Regions from separate parts of the Mus musculus genome. Here region 1 is linked to region 2. The links are chromatin contacts, called in public Hi-C maps. All regions are on one chromosome and are shown on one strand. Each heading gives the region's core, a stretch centred on a gene start, on an enhancer-like site or on the middle of the called end of the contact. The rest is flanking DNA. Distances are from core to core; before and after follow the strand shown. Region 1 overlaps Cask (calcium/calmodulin-dependent serine protein kinase (MAGUK family)). Region 2 holds the start of Nyx (nyctalopin).

What was found. Hi-C and Micro-C count contacts between places; a contact is called where the count stands out from the background.
Region 1: a contact with region 2 is called in a Hi-C map of the MNK3 cell line, with 6 times the contacts expected there. The contact joins the enhancer-like site here to the promoter of Nyx in region 2. A contact is called at or near these places in 3 of 39 promoter capture datasets (the C10 cell line, the HPC-7 cell line and HPC-7-derived erythroid cells), 1 of 484 Hi-C or Micro-C datasets (the MNK3 cell line), 1 of 115 datasets of contacts at active chromatin or transcription factors (DN3 thymocytes) and 3 of 9 other capture datasets (adipose tissue, liver and macrophages).

The regions. Positions count from the first base shown.
Region 1 is chrX:13,550,462-13,556,436 of GRCm38.p6, forward strand. Cask (calcium/calmodulin-dependent serine protein kinase (MAGUK family)) reads right to left here. Exons shown (of 27, transcript NM_001284503.1): 18 at 4,417-4,485; 19 at 1,912-1,980; 20 at 486-521. Among named protein-coding and RNA genes, the nearest start is that of Gm34836, 16 kb to the right of the region's middle. Within about 2 kb of position 1,995, at least 10 of the 459 cell types and tissues checked have an H3K27ac peak or open chromatin away from gene starts, as enhancers often do. A contact at or near this core is called in the MNK3 cell line, where this site is marked.
Region 2 is chrX:13,457,805-13,463,312 of GRCm38.p6, forward strand. It overlaps Nyx (nyctalopin), which reads left to right and starts at 3,286. Exons shown (of 4, transcript NM_173415.5): 1 at 3,286-3,679.

The sequences.
Region 1 (5,975 bases), core at 745-3,244, 91 kb after region 2:
GCTGGACAGCACTTAGCATTTCTAAACTAGCACAGGCATACTAGGGTGAAGACCAAGGTACTGACGCTGTTTCATCGTATGTAACTTTTAGATACACAAGCAAGTAGAAATTTAATTTTAATTCAGATTTCAATGTCAGAAAAGTGCCTTAAGTTGTTCATTAGGGCGTGACTTAGTCATACTTAGAATTCTATGAATTTTGTATGCACCAGAGGCAGGTAAGACTCTCTAAGGCTAAAACCTCTTTACTGCCAGCAAAAAATGATCAGCTTGTAATTACAATAACCATCACAGCTACAGAGATGTGAGGAAAAAAAATCTTTATAGAGAATTAGTCATGTATAATGTGTTAAAATGAAATGGTACAAGCTTTCAATGCTCAAATGTTATGGTCCAAAATGCAGACATTATGGGATGGAAAGGGTTAATAAAGGATCAGCTATTAGCTTGGTTTAGAGAAGTTTCTATAGAGGGTATCTATTCACCTGTCGTCCTTTTGGTTGGGTGGTTGATGGCAAGTCCTGTAGAATAAAGCCAACCCAGGAGAAAAATTTTCATTTACTTGTCAAGAGTACAAAGTAATTTGTGTGTTTTTGTTACAATATGGTTAAAAATGAACTAGATTTAAGTTGTAAAGAGATCATATACATTATTACATTTCTTAGAAATGTTGAGTTATTAGGAAAAAAAAAATCAAACCCAGGCCATTTAGCAGCAAGCTGAAGAAAGCAGGTAAGTTGAAGCAGAGAGAAAATGTGTTCTTAAGAAACAACTCAGCATCTTCAACACAAAAGCCACTGCGGTTCAAACAGCCTATTACAAAACCCCCTGAGTACAAAAGAACGGTTGTCCTTTTCAACTTCATCATTGCAACCGTTTAGATTTTGAAAATTTTAATGGCTCTATGGATTTTTTACCATCTTAATAGCATTACATGTTAATGTTAAAAAGGAATTCTTTGAGAACCTAGGTTCACATTGGAAACACAGTTATAAACAATTTTCTCACACAATTTCTCTTACTTAGATACTTGGGATATCATTCCATTTGAGATGGTCTTTGAATGACTAATGATTTGATTGGATAAGAAAGTTGATATATTCTTAAAGGGCAAATTAAAAGTCAGAACAAAAGGCAACAGTGCTGCATTCTTAGAGGCCTTATAATTACAGCAGGGTGACAGGCAGCAGCACCAGCAACTTCAGAGAAGATTTGGCTATCCCCCAAACCTGCAAACCCATGCACATAAATGCTTCTGTTTGGCTAAATGATTCTTTCTGTAATCCAAAATGGAGAGTTCTGAAAAATGGCAACTTTCCAAGTTTAAGTCAAGTATGTACTTTGTGTTAAAGATGTGATACCAGCGTGGCTTAAGTGCAGTTTGAAGCCAGCTCCTTTTGCTTTTCATATCCAGGCAAGGCTTAAAATTCACAAAAATATGTGCACGTACCACAATAACAAGAGGGCACACCAATTCGTAAACTTAGATAGCGGAAACTAAAAGACGTTGCTGATATCCCTCAGAATGGAAAACTATGAAGCCCAAGAACACCCAAATGCTTATTCTGCAAAAATCCCTTACATTTATCATTTTAAATTAAAAAATTCTTAAAGAAATTTAAACACATTTCTATTTATATCCTTTGAGCAGCCATACGTATTGGTGGGGTGGCTGAGAGGTAGTTTTAGAACAACTACAGCAGTCTTGAACTATATTTCTTCAAATGTGACTGATTTTTTAAGAAGGAAATGTTGAGGGAGGTTTTCCAGGAGTCAACTGCAAGGCTGCTGCAGTCGCCATGTGCGTCTGCAGAAGACAATCTTTCCACTGAACACATGGAACTAAACACTCATGGCAGGTGAGCACCAACAAAATCGTCACACTTGGCTGGGTGGAGCTAGAGTTCTTACCGAAACAGAATTGTTAGTGCTGCTATGACCATTAGCAGGGGACTGTCTGGAAGTGGAGGGGGAATCTCTCTGAAATAAGACACAAGGTTCATTAACACAGAGCACTAGCACAGAAACAGATATTCACATCAACAGTCCCAACCACAGTCTGACAACTATTTCCTCTGAGGTTAATGCTATAAAAGGTGTCATGCTGACCTACTTATATGATTTCACAGAAGTATAAAAATACTTTTTTGCAGTTTGAAGGTTCCCATATTATTAGTGAGGGCTGTGCTGTCATTGATTATTGATTATTCTTTTCCTGTATCCCAAATTCTACAATCTTTGCCTTTTTATTGGGATCTCAGGACAGTGATATTAAAAACTTATCAAAGGGCACACAACAATAAATATTATAGTGCTATTGTACTGAAGATCTCAACTGCCTAGTTTTGAATAGGTTAAACAATGGGTTTGAGAAGTAGTTTATTGTTCTTAGGTACCCCACTGTCAAGAACTACCAAATAACTCCACTGAAAGTAAATGAGCCTAAGAGAAAGACTTTACATATTGTAATCATCTTAGACCTTTCTAGAATAAATATTACTAATGGGGTAAAAAGAGAAAGTTGCACCAGAAAGCAAATCTCTTTCTTTGTAACATTTTAGCAGACTGAGTAAGACAGTGACTCCAAGCAACAATGCTCTATTTCTGGCCAAACTTGCCAGGAGCCCACACTCTTTGCTGTTCAACCCACTCCTAATCCTTTTCAGGTTCTGTTCCTTAGTGTCTAAGACAACTTTAATAAAAAGAACTATCAGAAGAAGAAATTAAGTCCTTTAAGACATTTCATGTGTAGAGTTCTGTATCCACTTCTGTCCAAAAGATATGTTTCTCTCTAGGATATTGAAAGAATACTTCTGGAATTGGTTAGCCTGAAATAGAATGAGATCCTTTAGAGGAACATTCTCAAACATTATGCAGTGGATTGATCTCTATTTGTCACCCTTAGGGATTCAAATCAGTAGGGATAGGGTCTGGGGGAAGTGGATGAGAGCCTTTATTAGAGAAGCCTTGCCCAGCTAAGAAGAGTCCAACCCAGGTGGGTTAAAAAAAAAAAAGTCGTGTATCTATGAGCAGATTAAGAGGAGGAAATCATTTCTTTCAAATATTTAAAGGTGTAGATTTTATATATATGATACTGGTGTCTCCCTCAAACTAGTTCAACAACTTAAAAAAAAGGAGAAACTTGTATTCATAACTAACAATATCTTCTGGTTAGTACCACCCCCAATCCAATCTATTCAATGTCTTCATGCATGTATGCCATTCTCTCTTTCCAGGACAGGTTTATACTCTAAGTAACAAAACTTAATGCTCTGAATCTTGAAGCTGGAGCAGTGCTGCTTATTTTTGAAATATACTATTAATTGACATTCCTTAGGAAGTCACCAAGAGGAGCTCAAGACCCAATAAAATATGACACTTTAATTGACAATTAAAATCTACTTGAACCTTGTACTTGGTTTTCTTGTGAAGTTTGTAGCACCACTATAGACTTGAAAAGTATAATCTTTCTTTCAAATTTTCTTAAGCACAGATCCAGTAAGTCAGCTACCAGCCCTTAAAACTTAGCTTTAGAAAATGTACACTTCATATCTATTTATTTGCAGTGATAAAAATTGAACCCAGGGACTCACACATGCCAAACAAGCATTCGCTGTGCTATATTCCCAGCTCTTACACTTCATATTAACATACCTGGAAGAGCCACAGGGAAATTGGAAAATAAGGTTTAATAAGTAACACTTGAACTGAATGTGCTACAACCAAAGAATGATTCTGTTTATGATAATTTATGTCTCCCAATATAGAAAGAATAGATTTTTGACTATAATAAGCAAAATAAAACTAAAAAAATAAAGCCGTAAGTTGAAAGAGTTCTAATTGCCAGAGGACAGTCTGTTTTCAGAAACACGGGGGGCATTATTCTACAAAAGATCATTTCTCACTTTAGATATGCAGAAAGGTCACAGGAGCCTGTGTCCTTTCAGTGAAGTCAGTTACCAATTCATCAGGGTCTCATCTTGAGACCTGTCACTCATTTAAACACTGATACCTCAACAGAAATTGACTCTTGGAAAGAAGAACTACCTGTGGGATATCTTAACAAGGGAAGTGAATGGACTTCCTGGAAACACTGCTGTATTTTTTTTTTTTTTTGTCTCAGGGATTTCTTTCTTTTTGTTATCAAGCTTTATGTTATTGTAGCTTTTCTATATTTGGCTTTGATTTTGCTGCAAAAAGGCTGAAGATATCTACATGCAAGTAGGGCTGAGGAGGTGGGTGGGACCTCCTCTGTTCCGTTATCTTTGTTGTAAAATTGGTGTGCAGTGATCTAACAGCACAGGCAGAAACAATTTCCCAGAAAGCAAAAACATTCAGCCATCAGCAGACAGTTAGTTAAGAACTCAGAGGAGATGGGGGAGGTTGGGGGTAGGAGAGGCTTGTTAGACTTATTACCTCACAGGACGAAGACTGAGTGCGGTAGCTTGGCACAATCTTGAAGGTAATACTCCCTCGCATTTCCCTCTGGGAGAAGAAAAGAGGAGAGTTCTCATGCAAACACATGTTGCACACAAAAACACAGAAGAAACCACTCAAAATGTGTGGGTGTAATCAGTCCACACCACCTGACAGCACTCAGCCCTAAAAAACCCCTAATTATAAAGCAGGAAACACTCAGGTTACTGGTAGAGTTTTCTGGGAAAGATCCCTCAAAGTCAAGGCTGACTATCTTGTATCTAGCAATGAATGGTCTCCAAGATCTCTGATGGTTATCTTTTGTACACATGAATACAAAACGGTCGAAATGATATGCTTTACAAAAATGACTATACACTGACCCGAAGAAGAGAATAAGTACTTATATAAAATCCCTATTTAATATGCTACTCTCAGATGCTATCAACATAAAATTGCTTTTATACTTTATTAATTCTGGCATTCCTTTTGATTACGGCAAGCCCGGGATGCTTGCTTCCTGCCTAAGAGGTATTTACCGCACGAGAAGCTGCTGTACTATAGCAGGGAGGACTCAAGGCATAAAACAAATGCTTCCCTCTGTTTGCTACAACCCAGCATAGATGGGGGTCTGTCAGCAGATGTCAATGCTTTTTATTGAAGGTCTAATTTCAGTATGGATTTTTTCGAGTATAGCCAATAATGGCCTTCCTCTTCTTTGTGTCGTAGAGAGATACACTATAGCTGGCCATGACTCAGCTAAACAGGAAAGAGGTTTCTAATGGGGTTAATCAGGAACCTTTTGAGGTCAGCGAGACACTAGTTCACACGACTATGTACTGGGGAGGTTTTCTGTAAATATCTGGTTGGTAAGAAACCAAGGAAGGATAACAGTGTGCAGACTCCCACTGCTAAAGGCAGGCAAAATGGTTTCAAAGTCCACTGCAGCTACTGCATTTTCCTAGTTGTCAGTTTTTAATGAATAGTGTGCAAGTTCAGCTTCACGTAAATGATGGTACAAGAAGTATTCTGACTAGGATTGAAGAACCATTAGATGTGTTTTCTTTATATCTGTTTATTTAGTGTGTGTGTTAGGTATGAGTGGGGATACCTCAGTCGCTGTATGTATGTTTGGTGTATGAACGTGTGTGTATACAGGTGCCAGCACCTGTGTGTATGTGCTTGTAGAGGCCAGAAGAGAATGTTGGATATTCTGCTCCATTATTCTCTACCTTCTTTCCTTGATATAGGATCTCTCAGTGAACCTTGAGCTAGGCTGGTGGCTAGCAAGCCCCAGCTACCCTCATGTCTCTACCAGACATAAAGTTGGGGTTACAGGCAGGTGAGACCATGCTCTGCCTTTTACCTGGGTGTGGCGTCCAGACTCAGGTACTCTGACAAGTACTTCTACCCACTGAGCCATCTTTCCATACCTTCTGTGTGTGTTTTGTATAAAATAAGTTAATAGAGCTGTCAAGATGGCTCAGCAACAGGACCTATACGGTGAGCGGACCAGTGACATGCTGTTGTGGAAGGGGAAATCTCATGGGGACCTACCC
Region 2 (5,508 bases), core at 2,036-4,535:
AATCTCTGGAGCACTGGGTTTACTTGTGTGAGCCACTACTCACCTGGTACAGTCATTCTTCTTGATGATGCCACTGTTAGCATCACATTCATGAACCTGATGCTTTTGTTTCTATTTCCTTTACTTACACATTTAAACATTTTTATTTGATTGTGTATGTGTGTGGGTGTACTCTGGAGACCAGAGAACAATGGCAGGAGTTATCTTCTTTCATAATGTAGGTCCAGGAGATAGAACTTACATTACTGGCTACATAAACTAGGACCCAGACATTTGTAGTGAGAATTCTGGTTTCTTTAAAAAACACAGAAATATTGTGAGACCATGTTTTCCAGGTGTGGGATATGGGGCTGCTTCATAGCAGTTGACTATGATTTGCCTCATGCTCTAAGCAAGAGTGAGGTTTTTGCCAGCTGAGGATAGTTTCTGTGAGAGTGTCACATTTGGAATTCTGGGGACTTTTCAGAGGATGTATATATGCTAGAGCCTCAATAGTGTGACTGGGTGGTTGGTGGTTGGATGCTGTTGGGTGTTGTATATTGTGGTTTTTCAAGTGATCATGAACAAAAAAAAATGAGAAGGAATTAGCTATCCTGGTGATGACAAACAAACTTTCCCCAAGGAACTTGTTGACCCCAGTGAGCAGGAAGCAGTCTACTGATAATGGCCCCCTTTCCCTCCTATCCTTTTTTCACTCCTACCTAATGTTGGGGGGTTGAAAGGATGAAATAAGGGTGGAAGAAAAAAGAACCCACAAAGTGGCCAAAAGCCTGGCTACAGACATTGGTAAAAGAAAGATGATTTATTTACAAATTGGCCAAATGGGGAGGTGGAGAAGTCTAAATTCCTCCCGAGTGAGCCTTTGGCCATTTTACAATTTATAAAAAGTCATAGGACAATGCCTAGAACACATGTAAATGTAAATGAGGCATGCTAATCGATTCTTTCCTAAGATAAGGGGACCCTGGTCCCCAGATTGTCTATGTTCCCTGTAACAGAGTTTTTATTTCTTTTATTTGTGTGTGTTGTCTGTGTGTAGTACATGCTTGGTGCACAGAAGTAATGGTCAGAGCAGGATGTTTGATGTTTTTCTCTATTGCTCTCAGCCTTGTTGCTTTGCTTAGGAAAGATCTCTTACTGAACAGGAAACCTGCGGGTTCAGGTAAGTGGGCTGGGCAAGCAGCTCCCAGGATCCACTTGTGTTTCAATGCTGTGGTTACAGTCATGTGCAGCTGTATCTGGGGTTTTTTTTTTTGTTTGTTTTTTTTTAATGTTGGTGCTGAGGGTTTGATCTCAGGGCCTCATGCTTTGCTTTTACCTCTCTCCACAGCCATCTTCTTTGTCCCAATATATCTTTGTTTTTCATTCCACGTTTTAGAAACATAAAATCATTTATATATAATGTATATTTATAACAATGTACATGCATGTATGAATGTGTATAACAGAGAGAGAAGAGAAGAGAAGAGAAGAGAAGAGAAGAGAAGAGAAGAGAAGAGAAGAGAAGGGAGGGGAGGGGAGGGGAGGGTTAAGGAGAGGAGCGGGGAAGGGAAGGGAGGGGAGGGGAGAGGAGCAGGGAGGAGAGGAGAGGAGAGGAGAGGAGAGGAGAGGAGAGGAGAGGAGAGGAGAGAAGAGGAGACAAGAGAAGACAAGAGAAGACAAGAGAAGAAAAGAGAAGAGAAGAGAAGGGAAGAGAGTCACATATAATCCAGGGTGGCTTCAAATACAGTTCTTCTGCTTCAGCCTCTTGTGTGCGGGCTTTTAGTTATGCATTGTTAGTCGTACCACCAATGATATACTCTCTATAATGTTATATATATTTTAATTTTACTTCAAACTATGTTTATAATTGAAATAGAATCATACCACTTTCCTCCCTCTAGCACTTTCCAGCTACCCTTCCCTGATGCCCTCCTATGTCCTCGTATACTCCTAAGTAGATAGCATATTTTATTTATTGTTACATACATATTTGTGTGCATGTGAGTATGAAATATGCACGCGCGTGTGCACACACACACACACACACATATCCAACCTGCTCAGTCCATTTTTGTTGGTGATGTGTGTGTGTGTGTGTGTGTGTGTGTATGTGTGTTCAAGGCTGACCATTCTGCATTAGACAACCAATTAAGGATGCTCATTACTGGGAGAGGCTAGTCATCTTTCCCAAAGCCATTAGTTGCCTGTAGGTAGCTCTTTGCCTAAGGATGGGGCCTGGTGGATTTCCCCTTCCCTGAGAACATGTCTGTGATATTACCTTTGTTCTGGTTTGTTTATGCAGTCATTTGTAGGAGAGACCATTTCACAGCAGACTTCCTTCTCTTCATCGATGCTCCCTGAGTCATAGATGCAGGAGTGGTGGTGTAGGTGTATCCATTGGGCCTGAGCTCCCTAGAATCTATTGCTCCAGTTGTGGTTTTCTGTGGTAGCCTCCATTTGCTGTAAGGAGAGGGTTCTTTCACGAGGAACGGTAGCCACATGTATCCAGGAAAGGCGACTCTCAAACCTAACAGGATTTTAAATTCAAGTCCAGGTGAGGAAAATGTTTTAAAGCTCACCCATTTTTTCAAATAGACGCCTCAGGGGTTTTGTGGGGTGGAAGATCCCATCCCATCTCAGGCCCGACAGACTTCTTTGTCCCTAGATCCATTCCTTTGACAGGTGGAAAGTGGAAGCCTTTGTATCTTTTCTTTGCTGGTCAGCTTCAAGCTCTAGCCTCGTGTATGTCTGTCAAACACTAATTTTCTAAGTGGCAAAAGGTGCCTATCTGAGAGCAGCAGGGAGGCCCAAGCCTCTCCCAGCATTTGTTTTTCTGACAGGTCATCAGCAGAGACTCAGTTGCCTGGTGGCTCAACATTGCACAGACTCAGGTATCTTCGATGGCTTGTCTTCTGAAATCAGATGTTCCGGGATCTTTTGCCTGCCTTGAATACCTGTGATAAGAGAATTCTGAAACTCTCTAAATTAAGTTACAGGCCAGAGAATGGAGGAAGAGATCAGATGAGATTATTTTAACTGACAGCTTCCAGCTAAATCAACAAAGAAAAGGACAAATCTGCTGCACTGCATTGTTGCCCTGTGTGCCGAAGACTACCCATTGAAGGTCACCTCACTTTCAGCTTTCAGAACGGACTTGCCAAAATGCAGCAATTCTGCTATGGACTGACTAACCCTTCACTCCTGGGACTCTGCCCAATTCCTCTTATCCTAGTCCTTCTGATCACAGATCAGAACAATTCCTTTCTTCCCCCTAACATTTTATTCTAAAGCCTCTAGCTCCTTAGGTCCATAACTACTGATTTCAACTGTTGTCTGGCCGTGCTGCTGGTGGCTTAGGAAACCTGTCCCAGGACCTCTTTCACCTCTTAGCATGTGTCAGCGCCATCAACCATTGTTTCAGAGGCCTCTTTGAGACTGGGACATTGATTTGATACTTGGCAGTTCCCTGCTGCATTGAGTTTGGGTCTTTTCCTTGGGCAAGGCAGATGGGCCTACAGCTCTATTTTTGGAGGCCACAGAGAGTGGCGATTTCACATGCAGCTCCTGGAACGTGCATTTTGGAGTATTAGGGCAGCGAGTCTGTTGAGAAGCACAGCAGAAGAAATCCTGGGCCAACCCTTTATGTGCTGTGTCAGACTGGCTTATTATCCACCCTCCTGACTCCAGGGTCAGTCAGGTGAGTAGGTCACTGAAGGACCCTCTCCAGAGGGACTTTTGGCAGGCTGTCCTTTGACCAGGGCAGCTAGCCTTCCAGCGACTTCAGGTGCGTGACTAAGATTTCCGGCTCAGGCGTGCCCCGGGCCTTTCCGGGCCAGGCAGCCGCCCCCGCGCCGCCATGCTGGAGCCTGCTTCCTGGCGGGGACGATAAGATAGGTTGCGGTGGCACTGGTCCAGCGCTGGAGCTTCAGCGCCCTCTGATGGGCAAGCCTGGGAGGGCGGGGCCCATGCTCGGATGCCCCGCCCCACCAGACCTTGGGAGCGGGCGGGGCTGCAGCACGGGTTACCCGCAGTGGCTGTCCAGGTTTCGCAAGGACGTGACCTTGAGAGGGAAAAAGTCCCCTGGTGCGTCACGAGTGGTTGCTAACCCGGGCTAGCGAGCTGAACTAGTTTTCGAAATCCAGAGAGGTGGGAAGGAATAGGGACTTAAACGTTCATACTGGGGACTCGTGGCCAGCTGCCCCTCTACGACCGACCGCCAAGGCACGCTTTGTGCGCAGGACCCGGAATCCGGTACGAGCCTGCATCCCGACTTTGTCTGGGCCTGTCCTTGGGGTGACGTCATTCTGAGAGTCAGCAGAATAAGTAGCGTCCCCTGCTGCAGTCCAGAGCTAAGGCTGTGAATTCAGGTCGATTCCCCCAGCCCTACAAGGAGCCAGGGATTCCAACAAAAGGATGGTTTCAGCTAAGGCAGTTTAGGGGTGCCTCATCCTGATCTCACATAGGCAGTGAGGGTGACTCTTTGGCTTCTTACTGGAATCTCAGGAGAGAAAACAAAAAAAAAAAAAAAACAACAAAAGCAAAACAACAAAAACCAACCATAACCTAGGCGACCAATTCCTTGCTCTGCCTTCAGCATTGTAACCTCAAGTTTTCTGAAGAAGCTTCGTCTGATTAGAACAACTTGGTGTGGAATTTTGTGAAAAGAGGAGAGTCAAAATTGACTTATTTTAGAACCTTTAATAACCATTTACTTTATTTTTTTATATCTGACCCAACATGTGTGTGTGTGTGTGTGTGTGTGTGTGTGTGTGTGTGTACGTGAATGGATGGCTCATGCCCACCAGTGCACTTGTGGAGTGCATGTGGAATCCAAAAGACAACCTTGGGTGCCCTTCCTCAGAAGACATCCAATTGATTTATTTTGAGACTTGTCTGAAGCTTGCTAAGTAGGCTGGCTTGGCTGGCTTGGCTGGCTAGTGATCTGTCTGTTTCTGTTACCATGTTGGGTTGTTTTTTTTTTTTTTTTTAATGTGGTTTCTGGGGATCCAACTCAGATTTACTGAGTAAGCTATCTTCCCAGCCATGACCTAAATTCTTTACAAATTAAAAAAAAAGTGTTTGTATTTGTGTGTGTAGGTGTGTGTGCCACCTTGCATGAGTGGAAATCAAAAACCAACTTACAGGATTCTCTCCCTCCACCATATGGGTCTGGGGGGAATCCAACTCAGGTTATCAGGTTTGGCAGCAAGCACTCTTAATAGCCGAGCCATTTTACAGGCTCCTGGCCCAACGTTCTTGTTCAGAGAAGCCCTCATCAGTATATCACAGAACTTAGCAGACCTTTGACCTCCACCTACCCTAAAACAAAGCACTCTAGATGACACATACCTATGGAGCAGCTTTGTGGCTGTGCAGTTGCCAGGCTACATGATGTTCCTACCAATGTAATTGAAAGTTTATTGACTTACAACTTTACATTCTTCTGTGACTATACAGTTCATGTCATCTCTTCTACTGTGGAATGTGACATTCAAGGTTCCCAGGCCATATGACTCAGAATAAACT